Linked DNA regions of Mus musculus: all the other regions are linked to region 3. The links are chromatin contacts, called in public HiCAR-type and HiChIP or PLAC-seq maps. All regions are on one chromosome and are shown on one strand. The core of a region is the stretch at or near the end of the contact, and the rest is flanking DNA. Distances in the headings are between cores, read along the strand shown. Region 1 has its middle 20 kb from the start of Gm36723. Region 2 overlaps Gm36723 (a long non-coding RNA gene). Region 3 has its middle 79 kb from the start of Gm29835. Region 4 overlaps Gm36723 (a long non-coding RNA gene).

The links. HiCAR-type assays count read pairs that join an accessible place to other places. HiChIP or PLAC-seq counts read pairs in DNA pulled down with a chosen protein or histone mark.
Region 1: a BATF HiChIP or PLAC-seq map of CD8 T cells shows a contact between it and region 3, with 10 read pairs. The contact joins two enhancer-like sites. A contact is called at or near these places in 2 of 15 datasets of contacts at CTCF or cohesin (large pre-B cells and pro-B cells), 1 of 484 Hi-C or Micro-C datasets (nephron progenitors), 4 of 115 datasets of contacts at active chromatin or transcription factors (CD8 T cells, effector CD8 T cells, embryonic stem cells and 1 more) and 1 of 9 other capture datasets (embryonic stem cells).
Region 2: a contact with region 3 is called in a HiCAR-type map of Th17 cells, with 5 times the contacts expected there. The contact joins two enhancer-like sites. A contact is called at or near these places in 5 of 484 Hi-C or Micro-C datasets (B cells, CD4 T cells, CD8 T cells and 2 more) and 6 of 115 datasets of contacts at active chromatin or transcription factors (CD8 T cells, T-cell acute lymphoblastic leukemia, Th17 cells and 3 more).
Region 4: a contact with region 3 is called in a BATF HiChIP or PLAC-seq map of CD8 T cells, with 6 read pairs. The contact joins two enhancer-like sites. A contact is called at or near these places in 4 of 484 Hi-C or Micro-C datasets (Th1 cells, bone marrow-derived DN3 thymocytes, cerebellar granule neurons and 1 more) and 2 of 115 datasets of contacts at active chromatin or transcription factors (CD8 T cells and embryonic stem cells).

Annotation. Positions count from the first base shown.
Region 1 is chr12:25,333,983-25,337,034 of GRCm38.p6, forward strand. No RefSeq gene overlaps it. Among named protein-coding and RNA genes, the nearest start is that of Gm36723, 20 kb to the right of the region's middle. Within about 2 kb of position 1,284, at least 44 of the 459 cell types and tissues checked have an H3K27ac peak or open chromatin away from gene starts, as enhancers often do. A contact at or near this core is called in CD8 T cells, effector CD8 T cells and memory CD8 T cells, where this site is marked.
Region 2 is chr12:25,437,258-25,440,068 of GRCm38.p6, forward strand. The region is part of intron 9 of Gm36723 (a long non-coding RNA gene); the gene reads left to right. Among named protein-coding and RNA genes, the nearest start is that of Gm36886, 36 kb to the right of the region's middle. Within about 2 kb of position 1,289, at least 88 of the 459 cell types and tissues checked have an H3K27ac peak or open chromatin away from gene starts, as enhancers often do. A contact at or near this core is called in CD8 T cells, Th17 cells, Th2 cells and 1 more, where this site is marked.
Region 3 is chr12:26,056,276-26,059,268 of GRCm38.p6, forward strand. No RefSeq gene overlaps it. Among named protein-coding and RNA genes, the nearest start is that of Gm29835, 79 kb to the left of the region's middle. Within about 2 kb of position 1,641, at least 22 of the 459 cell types and tissues checked have an H3K27ac peak or open chromatin away from gene starts, as enhancers often do. A contact at or near this core is called in CD8 T cells, Th17 cells, Th2 cells and 2 more, where this site is marked.
Region 4 is chr12:25,454,311-25,457,275 of GRCm38.p6, forward strand. The region is part of intron 9 of Gm36723 (a long non-coding RNA gene); the gene reads left to right. Among named protein-coding and RNA genes, the nearest start is that of Gm36886, 19 kb to the right of the region's middle. Within about 2 kb of position 1,496, at least 12 of the 459 cell types and tissues checked have an H3K27ac peak or open chromatin away from gene starts, as enhancers often do. A contact at or near this core is called in CD8 T cells, where this site is marked.

The sequences.
Region 1 (3,052 bases), core at 34-2,533, 720 kb before region 3:
CTTATTCACTGTTCTATTGCTATGAAGAGACACCATGACCACAGAGAAACACTGAATGAACTCAACCTCTGTGATTGGCTTATAGTTGCAGAGGTTTAGTCCAGTATCACCATGGCAAGAAGTATGATACCATGCAGGCAGACATGGTGCTGGAAAGGTACTGCATCAGGATCTGCAGGCAGCAGGAAGAGCAAGAACCATTGGGCTTGGCACAGGCTTTTGGCATCTCAATGCCCACCCTCAGTGATATGCATCCTCTATCGAACACGGCTACTCCTCTTAATCTCTCTGAAGTAGGGACACTTCCTGATGACCAAGCATTCAAACATATGAGCTCAGAAGTGCCATTATCCTTCAAACTGCCATAGTCATGGTATCTCTTCACAGCAATAAGTGTCTAACACAACTAGCTTGCCATCCTCACTGCAACTTGTCTCTGCTGTCCTGGATCTTCTTTCTGCGGTGGCATCTTATTGTCACCACTGCAGCTTTGGGCTTGCTTCCTCCTGGGTACGGTGGGAAGCAAGAGTCTCTTTCCAGATAGTTCCTGTGAATGTCCAGGAATATTTCTGCCTGTGTGTAGCTCTCCCCACTCCCAAGAGAACACCAGGCTCTCTGTCAACCTGGATTACAGACTTACTCCTGGAGATGGGGTCAAGGATGCATACTGAAAGAATAAGGAATATGGGAATAAATGAGAGACTAGTTAATGGGTTTAGGACTGATTAGGATTTTGAGACATGTAAGACCTAGGTAGATAAATATACTTTTGGCTTCTATGGATATAACATCCTCTCACTTGACACCCAGAGAAGCAAAAACATTAGCCCGTGGATGTACTTCTCATGTGACCTCCAGGCCTGGACACACTTACCATCCTGCAGTGAGTCCTAGACTTGGCCCAATGTGTTTATTATTTATGTAACTAGACCAGTGCAGCACCCACTGACAGCCTAAACTTCCAGTCTCTCTTTATCTTGCATGTCTGAGGCTAAGAGTGGGCTCAGGTGCAGGGGAGGAGTGGGGATCTCAACAGGCAGAGCTATCCACTCTAAAGCTGTGAAACAGCCTGGCTAGAGTTCCTAATAGAAGGTTCAGATGTATAGTATTAACATCTAGTAGTTGGAGGTGCAGCTCAATGGGAGTGTTTAAAGCTGTGTTGATTCAATTGCCTCCAGGCTCTTGCTGATGGGTTTCTTCATCCCTGGTGCACAGTGGCTCGCCCTTAAATTTCGCCCTTACTACAAATGGCATGGCCCATCCCATCCAGGCTGTCACTTCCTGCTAAGCTGGGTAGGGTGTGTCCCTGCAGCAAACAACCTCTTCTAGCTAACCAGCAATGTGTGTAATCTCCTGCTTGAGGCGCTGGCCATGCACACACAGCCTTCTCTCCATCTCCCTTCTCTACTTTCCTTTTTTTCTTCGTGGAGTTTGAATGGCAAGCCTCTGTTCCCCACATGCCACCACGAGGTATTGAATTAAGGTTTGGATTGTCACTTTGTCATCTTGACATGGACTGCACAGAGTAAGGAGTTTGTCTTAGAGGACTTCTGCACTTGTGTCAGCCTTTCAGATTGATCTTTATAGGACTTTTCTATTAGTCAGCTGCCAAGCCAATACCTGGGAATTTCCCTCATGGCTGTCTTTCCTTCAAGTTCTAATCCATCAACAAGTCTAATCAATTTCACATCCTTTGGGCCTCTTGAATTGCCTCTTGCTTGGGTTTCCTAGCCAAATTGCCTACTTTGTCTTTCTGTCTTCTGTTTTCTTACCTCCCATCCATTTTCCACGCTTGAGCCAGTGTGAACCCACGGACCCCCAAGTCTGTCTGGTTGATGCCTTTCCTGGCTTTATTTATCTTAAAGCAAAGGTCCTAAAATGCTGTGTGCAGCTCCAGGACCTGCTTTCTGCCTCTCTATACTCCAGGCTCCCTTCTTAGCCTCTTTAAGAAATCATTGCAGGGGAAGGGTTGGCTGACAGAGGCCACTACAGTGGCCTTGATCTCCGAGCCTTCTGGGTTTGTTCCTGCAGAGCATCAGGGTAGAGTGCCATGCTGGCATCTTAAGCTGTCTGGCATTGGTTGCTTTGGGGATGAACAGGAGGAGGGCCTGGGACTTCTAGTCACATACATCTGTTTTGAGTTAGTTTCCAAGGTTTTTCTCAAAAGCCAGACAGTGGAGTGACTCTCTTCTGGAGCCCTGCTTGGGTCCTCTTTACTTTTGTATCTTGTTTACCCTGTCCCATTTACAAGGAATTGTAAAGGCAGCTTGGGAGTTGACACTAATTCTGAGGTCAAGGTCAAGGTCACACCTCTTCCTTAAGTATAAACTGTGGCTCCTTGGTTCCGAGCTGAGTCACCAATCCAAATCTGCATCTGGGCAGTGTCCCGGACAAATGTTATTCTTGTGTGACAAAAAGCTCTTTATCCACACTTCCCAGTCCCTTACTTAGCCAGCAGAACCTGTTCCCACCACCTTTTGCCAGAAACCTAAGAAATGATACCAAGTGCATTGTTGAATGCCAGAAATGCTTTGTTTAATGGGCAGTTTGTGGCATCTGCTGAAGCAGAATTTGAATCTCAACTTCCTGGTCATGACCCTCTATGAGCTTGGCAGGAAGACTGCCACAAGTTCAAGGCCAACCTAAGATACATAGAGAACTTATTGCCTCTCCCACCCCCACCACGACAAAAAAAAAAAAAAAAGAGTTAGATCTTAGTTACAATTGCTCAGCTTGACCTTTCTACATGTTCCAGATACAATGCAATGGCTATATATATGTTTATGTACGTACACACACACACAGACACACACAGACACACACACACACACACACACACACGTATATATATATATCAGCATGCAAAAGCCCCCAGGCTTCTTCTGGTCCTTCAAAGTCCTCCCACAGTGACACCAACTAAATTATAGTTCATTTCTACCAGTGACATGATAAAAATAAGTTAATGGAGCTAGAGAAGGGATAGTGGGTAGGTATGTGTGCATGTGTGCACATGGCTAGATTTTGGGGCTGTGACAGACTTCTGCTTGGGTCT
Region 2 (2,811 bases), core at 39-2,538, 620 kb before region 3:
ACCCGTGCTGACATTACACCTGAAGCCATCTTTCTGTCTTCATGCCTTAGCCTCCGCAATGCTGGGATTACAGGAATAAACTACCTTACCCTGCAGCTATATTATTTGTGGTTTTAAACACAACCTTCACGAGCAATTGTGGTAACCTATGCCTCTAATCCTAGCACTTAGAATGTGGGGACAAAAGGACCAGAAGTTTGAGGCCATCCTGGACTACTTGAGACCCTACCTCAATAGAATAAAAATGAACCAGAATAAAATCAGATAAAAGCCTTCAGGCATAGCCGTTTCCCAATGTCCATTCTACTCTCTGGTTATCTTATTTGGTTGGTAACAGTTCTTCCTGGCTAAGAAGATAACTAGGTTGTTAAAATGCTTGCCAAAGAATCAGGAGGCTCTGAGTTTCCAGCCCGGAACTAGTGAAAAATGCTGGGCTTGCATTCCCAGCACCAGGAGGCAGAAATAGGAAGATCCTGGGGCTCGTTTGACAGTCTGCTTAGCCTTGGCAATGGCCCAAGGAAGTGAGGGATTCTGTCTCATACTGCAATGTGGACAGCTCCTGAGGAATGAGGTTGACCTCTGGCTTCCACATACATGTACACACAGGTGTACCTTCATATATACACATGTGCATACACACGCTCGGACAGACAGACAGAAAGACACACACACACACACACACACACACACACACACACACACACACACTTAAGACACACAGGTATACCTTCATATATACACATGTGAATACGAACACTCGGACAGACAGTCAGAAAGAAACACAAACACAAACACATACACACACACACACACACACACACACACACACACACACACACGTTGTTTAAAGAATCTAGAGGCTATTGTCCTTGATCTGTGCCCTGTGTCATCTCTCTATGCAGTAGTTATCCTCCTGCTTTTTGGTTCCATCCCAGAACTCACCTGACCCCTCCTCATGAAGTTCTGCTCCTGCCTCTGCTCTAATTCCTTGATCACCTACTGAGCACCAAACATCAACATCCTCTTCTCAGGTTCCTCTAACATACTAAAACGAACACAGTTTGTTAACCTAAATTCAGCTTTCTGAGCCTTTGTATGTCCCAACTATGGCTTCAAATCCTGTGAGCCCAGCAGGTGTGAAACCAAAGCCGAGCAGCCTTTTTTTTTTTTTTTTTTTTTTTTTTTTTTTTTTTTTTTTGTCACAGGGGAGATGAGTACTTCCACAATTGGAGTGTGGAGGAGACCAGAGGGCCAGGCGCCCAGGGAGGAAGCACAGGGTGTCTCCAGTGGAATAAATTATCTGCAAGGGTTGTGGTTAGTGTTCAGTCTGAGTGAGGCCCACACAGCTGGGACACCCTGTACTTTTGATCTGGCCTTTCAAGCTTGGGTGATGCCAGGAAATTGCCTGTAATGGACTGAAGGCTGCAGTATAGAAAATGAGAAGGGATTGTTATAAAAACAATGGGGCCTACTTCCCTGCCCTCCCTTCCCACACCTGCTTTGTGCACAGAGTCCATCTTGGCTCCAGGAGGGGGTGCGGGGTGGGGGGGACTGGAACCGGGTGCCTGGAACTCAAGGGCTGTTTGGCTGCAGACTGACTAGTTTGTGGGCAGGGACCTTTCCTGGGCTCTGAGGCACACCGGCTGTGTCAGACAACCACGACACATGTCACTGAGTCATCTCTAGCAACCCAGTCATTTCGGCCACAGGAAGTTGGGCACCTGCACTCCTCTTTTGAAAATAGCTAGCAATAGGGTGGGTGGGTGGGGGTGAAAGTGTTCAGTTGATTGACTTGGCACTCACGGCCACACCCTACCTTCAAGCATGGTGGATATATGAGCAATTTCAGAAGGGTACTGCAGTGTTACCCCTGGGTGCCTGTCATCACAGGACTTGAGAGTTCCTTTCCATAGTGAAGAGAGAAGGGGGTCATCTTGCATGCATTGTACCCGACACCTGTCAGGTGGGATGGGAAAGATTTCCTTCCTTCCTTTCATGCTAGCCCTGGGAGCATCGTCCGAGGGTGGACTTTCCATGGGACTGGTGGTGCCTGACAGGTGCGAGTGCAGAGGGCACAGAAACAGCTGATTTGGCCACAGGCATTAGAAATCTCTTCTGGCTTCCTATTTCCATATGACTATATGTCCTCAGGGACTGACATGAGTTCAGGATAGTAGTCTCCCTTAGGGGAAAGTCCTGACACCAGTTAGGTCATCACAGCAGAGCAAGCGTTTCATTTGTAATCATGCGGAGGTGGCAACTTAATACTCTGAAGTTTTCTACTACAAGGCAACTGCATTTGCTCCATGTAAGTCTGTGGTATAGACACTTTTAATGTCCTCTCCCACCATGCAATGGGACCATTGCCAAGCCTAAGAATATTACAAAACAAGTCGGAGGAAGGTAGGTTTAAAGTCGATGAAGAATACATTAATGGGCATAGAGGCAGAACCATGAGTGGCATACATTCCCAGTACCATGCAGGACAAGAGACGACACAAGGCACACCCAGAGACACCTACATGAGGCACCAACAATCTCTTTGCTTTAGAAGTGAGCGGAGATATATTGGAGTAGCAGTTTTCAATCTATGTGTTAAGAACCCTTTGGCAGGGTTCACATATCAGATATTCTGAATATCAGATATTTACAATTCACAACAGAAGCAAAATTACAGTTATAGAGTAGCAACAAAATAATTTTATGGTTGGGAGCCACTTCAACATGAGGAAGTGTACTAGTGGGTTGCAGCAAAGGAAGGCTGAGAACCACTGCATTAGAGAGACGTTTGCAATAAACTTTGTCATAGCA
Region 3 (2,993 bases), core at 391-2,890:
TCTGTGTCTGATGTCTTTTCTTATGCTTGCTTTGTTCTATTCTGATGTTTTTGTTTTATCTTATTATATTATATTATATTTTATTATTATCCCTTAGAAGCCTGTTTGCTTTCTAATGAGAAACAGAAAGAGGGTGGATCTGGATGAGAGGGAAGGTTGGGATGAAAGGGAAGGTTGGGATGAGAGGGAAGGTTAGGGTGAGAGGGAAGGTTGGGATGAGAGGGAAGGTTGGGATGGGAGGGAAGGTTAGGGTGAGAGGGAAGGTTGGGATGAGAGGGAAGGTTAGGATGGGAGGGAAGGTTAGGGTGAGAGGGGAGGTTAGGGTGAGAGGGAAGGTTAGGGTGAGAGGGAAGGTTGGGATGAGAGGGAAGGTTGGGATGGGAGGGAAGGTTAGGGTGAGAGGGGAGGTTAGGGTGAGAGGGAAGGTTAGGGTGAGAGGGGAGGTTAGGGTGAGAGGGAAGGTTAGGGTGAGAGGGAAGGTTAGGGTGAGAGGGAAGGTTAGGGTGAGAGGGAAGGTTGGGATGAGAGGGAAGGTTGGGATGGGAGGGAAGGTTGGGATGGGAGGGAAGGTTGGGATAGGAGGGAAGGCTGGGAGAATCTGGGAAGAGTAGAAAAAGGAAAAATTGTAATCCGGATGTATTATATGAAAAGACCAGAGAATTCATGCTAGGTCTATTGACCTCAGCATGGGTAACATTTTGAGCCAATGGATTCCCATCATGGAGGACTGTTTGCAACACCAGGAAGCCATAGAGTACTGTTCTCTGCCATTCTAACAGTCAAAGGTGGCTCCAGGCTTCTCCAGTTTTTCTTGGGGAAATCAGCCTTAATCCCTTATTGAAAGCCAGTGAATAAAAGTATATAAAGAATCAAAAAGAAGAAAGAACACATGCTACACAAGGAAGACAGTGAAGGGAGGCTAACACTTACTAACAAGCCAAGAGAGCTCTCTCTCTGGCTTAATAAGCCCAGGCCTGCTTTCAGATTTATAGGGTGGGAAATCAGATTAATCCAGCAGGATGTATTTTGGCTCTATGCTGTTGTGAAATGCCATATTAAATTAAACAAATTCTGTTGCTTTCTTCTGAGTCAAGGGGAGGGAAAAGAGAAAATGAATAACATGTTAAATTGCAGGATATTAATTATACAGAGCTACATATTGGATGTTATGCACCAAAGGAGCTAATTTTCTCCACAATGTTATTATTATTTGTTGTGTGTGTAGTGCCGTTGATATAAACACACCGCTTTATAAATACTCCTGTAAAGTTTATTGCTCTTATATGAGCATGCTGTGTAATTATGCATTTACCTTCTAATAAATGATATGAAAAGCACAGCTCACTCTCAGCAAAAGCCACGCGCACGCAATCATCCGACTTTCTAAAAAATCGCTGGGTAGCAACTGAGCTGTGTGGTTCTAGAAACAGAACTGATATGATCTGAATAAACAAGAAAGTTCTATTTTTGTTATTTTTTTTTCCAGCTTTAAAGAAATAGGCCAGACTTTCTCAGAAAGTTTCACACTCTGGGGTATTTTTTGGAGGAGGGGTATTTTGAATTTTTTTTTCTTTGTTCCTCTAAGGGTTGATCCATCCCTGTCAAGTCTGTAAAGCATGCTGTGTGTGGGTGGAGGGACAAACCACATAGAACGGTTTCACTGCCACAGTCAGGTCACCATATACATTGCACGGCAGCCTTTTGCAAAAGGGAAACAATGCAATTTTTTTGCAGAAGGAACACACACACACATGCACACACACACACCACCACCACCACCACCACCACCACCACCACCACCACCACCACCACCACCAGCAGCAGCAGCAGAAGGGTCAACGTGAATGGCATTCTGGATAAAAAACTGCTTTAGTTTCTTAGTTCTAGTCACCAAGACAGTGAAAGCTCTCCCTGCCCTACTTGAGAATGGGGTGGGGTGGGAGAGTGAGTGGTAGGTTTGGGGTGGAAGGCAGGCCTGTCCAGAGCCTAGCAGCTGGTGAAATAGCCAGTGATTCACTCTAAGGAACCGGCCTAGATGGCTCCTAACTCAGACCTACTAATACAAAGTCCTTTGCGGAATCTGATTCAGTCACTGAGTTGGTCAAAGATGTTAGCAGTTTGGTGGTTTTCTCTTTTCAGTTTCTCACTGTCTGTGAAGTTAATACCTAGGCCCCCAGAAATCATTCTTTAACAATGAATTGCTTATATAGATAAACAACTTATACATGGAAAATATATTTTGATTTGAAATTTTCAGGAGCAGAGCTGGGGTCTAAAGTTAATTTATTTATTTTTCTAGATCTGTTTAAATCTAGAGAGAATTTTAATTTAATAACTCTATATACTTCAAACTCAATGCTGTGTGCATAAATAATTCTTTACATCATAATTTCCTTCATTTCTCTATATAACAGCAGACTATCATGCACATTTTGGGGAAGGGGGATCCAATCTTACTGTAAGAAGTGATGTTTTCCTAGCTTCGAATGGTCAGTAATTTTAAACCACAGAGGAAGGAGAAAGATGGGAAGGGTGGATACTTATGTCACCGGGATGCAACCTCTCTCCTCCTTGCCTTAGGTGGAAGGCAGCTGGGTTGGAGCTAACTCCCTGCAGTTACTCTAAGGCAGGATCTCACAGGTAGATTTCAACAACCTGGAATAAACATCCTAAGAATTTACCAGAAACATGATCACCTCAGATCCAAAATGAACTAATTTAACCCAGATTACACAAAGAAGTTTCCTTGTATGGAAAATAATACAAAACAAACAAGTTTATATGAAGCTGAATATGGGCTACAGTGACCTGACCTGAAATCCCAGTACTCAGGAGACAGAGGCAGGACTGTCTCAAATTTAATGCCTACCTGGACTATGTATGGAGGCACACTCTCAAAAGTTTACCAAGCAACACCTTCCACGGGAAACAGAAAGTCATCCTGGAGCACTAAAAACTTGACTAGAATGAGAGGCGTGTGTGCAGCACAGGCG
Region 4 (2,965 bases), core at 246-2,745, 600 kb before region 3:
ACATTATCTTTGTGTTGCTATTATTATTGTTCCTTATTTGATTATTTGGGAGGGGGGTAAGAAACAGAAGTATTTTTAAACTACAATAAACATGTTAAAAATATGGAGAGTGGGGCGAATCCAAGAAAGAAATTGCTTGTGGCTCTACTGTCCCGGAAGGGACAATCCTAACGAGTGTCCTGATCGACTCACTTCCGACCTTTGAGGAAGGAGCTCCTCTCTAAGGGGACATTTGGGATGTGCACATATTTATTTTTTATGATGGCTGAAATTCTTTCATGTAATTTTAAATCCTGTCACTTGAATTCAGCAGAAAAACCCAAGTTCTTGTATCATTATATTCTTTTGAAACCAAACTGTCTCTTTTTGTTGTTGTTGTTGTTGTCATCTTAAAAAAAATCATTGTCCCTCTGGCATGGTTTTCTGAGAGAGACTTAAAAACCTACCCTGATAGAGGCTTTCTTGTGGAAGCAGTTATTTAAGACAAGGTTCTTCCAGTAGGAGACCTCCTATTTGTTTCTGATAAGAGCATGATACACAAGGTTTCACGTCTTCAGTGTCATTTGGGGGCAAAAAGAGGGTGGTCCAAGAGTCTGAAAGCACATTAGTTATTTTCTATGTTGGTCTTTGTGGGTGGCGAAGTCATTTCCTACCAACGAATGCAATGCTTTTGTCAGAATCTGATCTCCATGTAGTAGACCTCTCAGGAACTCATTTTCTGTTCTTTACCTAATTGCTGTCTTCTAAGCCATCTATTGAAACACACATCTCCTTTGCTGTGTAAAAGACTAAAGCCCAAGCTGGGCATGGTGGCGCACACCTTTAATCCCAGTACTTGGGAGGCACAGGCAGGCGGATTTCTGAGTTCGAGGCCAGCCTGGTCTACAAAATGAGTTCCAGGACAGCCAGGGCTATAAAGAGAAACCCTGTCTTGAAAAACAACAACAACAACAACAACAACAACAACAACAACAACAACCACCACCAAAACAACAAAACAAAACAAAGCAAAACAAAAACAAAAACTAAAGCTCAGATAAGACTTCATGCGCTGTCCCCACCGGAAGGTAGACCTGCTTTCTTACTTCTCACTGGGTTCCTTCCCAGTCCCTTCTCCCGCTCCTTTACTTTTGCCTGGCACTTCTTGCTTCCATGCAGGTGTGTCTTAGCCCAGCCTCCGAGTCTAAGGATGCTCTCCTTGAAAACAAACCAGCACTGCACATATTCAATGCCACACAATTAGATCTCAAAATAGCTAACCGTGGATTCTTTAAAATAAAAGATACCATCCCAGTGGAAGTGACACGCTTCCAGAGACACCTTCAGGAAAGCAGTTCTACCTTAGTGAAGAAGAATCAAAACAAAACAAAAATAACAATTAAAGGAATGTTGGCAAAGTGAAATAGAAAGTGATGTGGTTTAGGCAGGAACTAGCATACAGGAAATGCTGACCCAAAAGATAAAGACAGAGCATGACCACTGAAGTATCTCCCTCATCTAGAAACACCTACATAATGAATGCTAAGTAAGAGGAAAGAAAATGAGCAGGCACAGCATTAATCAGCTTTTATCTCTGTGTTGTAAAGCAACGTATGTCTTGATAAAGTCTCTATAGCAAGAAGCATACAGTCAATGAGACCACACACCTGATGAGCTGGGGGGGTGGGGTCTCTGTTTTAACCTCAAGCCCTCCAGCAGCTGTGTTAGCCAACTTTCCATCACTCTCACAAAATACCTGAGAAAATCAATTTAATAAACAAAGGGTTTATTTTGGGGCTTATGGTTTCTAAGAGTTCAGTTGCCTGGCCTTGTTGGTTTGGGCCTTTGGTAGCATTGCACATCATAGCTGGGCTGCTGAGGCAGTTCATCAGATTAGAAGTGGGGTCCCAATATCCATCACTAATACCCTGCACAGATGACCTAGCTTCCTTCCACCAGGAACCTCCTAAAAGGTTCTACCTACCATCTCTCATTAGTGACCGAGACTGGTGATCAGGTCTTTAATACATGGGTTCATAAGAGCCATTTCCAATCAAACTTAAAGCAACAGCATTGCCTTTAGCTCTCAGTTCAGAGACTTGCATGTTCTCTCTCTCTCTCTCTCTCTCTCTCTCTCTCTCTCTCTCTCTCTCACACACACACACACACATCTAGATGGAAATGTTTGTGACATTAAAATGACCTGTGAAATTGCTGGTTTCATACAAGGCTTTTGAGATGTAAAATGGAAATGACAAATACAACCAAGTACTTTTCCACCAATAGCTCAATAGCTCAGGTCTCTGATGGTGGAGAAGAGTTCCCTGAGTGAGGTATATGGAGAATATGGGCCCAAGCCAAGGTGTAGAGGGATCAGGGTAGCTTCCTGCTTTACTAATGACACAGTGCATTTGTGGGCCAGTTGAGAGCTTCCAGGAACATTTCATATCCCTGAGCTCATATGTTTTCCTGTGACACTTCATAGACTGGCTGGAAGAGAGAAGAAGTCCTCTCTCGCCATTGGGTGGGAGACCATGCTAGGAATGGATGCCGGGGAACTCACGTGGCCTGGACGGAAGAGAACCCTAACAGGCTGGAGCTTGCCTATCAATACTGACTTCTGACCAACAGATGTATGCGCTTTGGAACACAACTAAGCTTCTGGTTTTGGTGAAAATAGTTAGGTTACAGTTATTAATTAGCATACCTACTAGTTTACCTGTTAACTCATAGGTAAAGAAAAAAACAACAACAGCTAAAACAGTTCCCTATGAAGTATTTGCAGGAGCTAGAGTTGACTACCAGGAGAAAGATGACTAGGTAACCAAGCCATGAGAATGTCTAGAGAAAAACCATGAGGTTTTCCATAGCATCTTCTTCCTACTAAACAATCACTACTTCCACTGCCAGGAAGTAGTTGAAAACCATGACTATTCATGGGTATGTGTTGTGAAGGGAATACCAGTTCATTGGTGGCTAAGGCCAG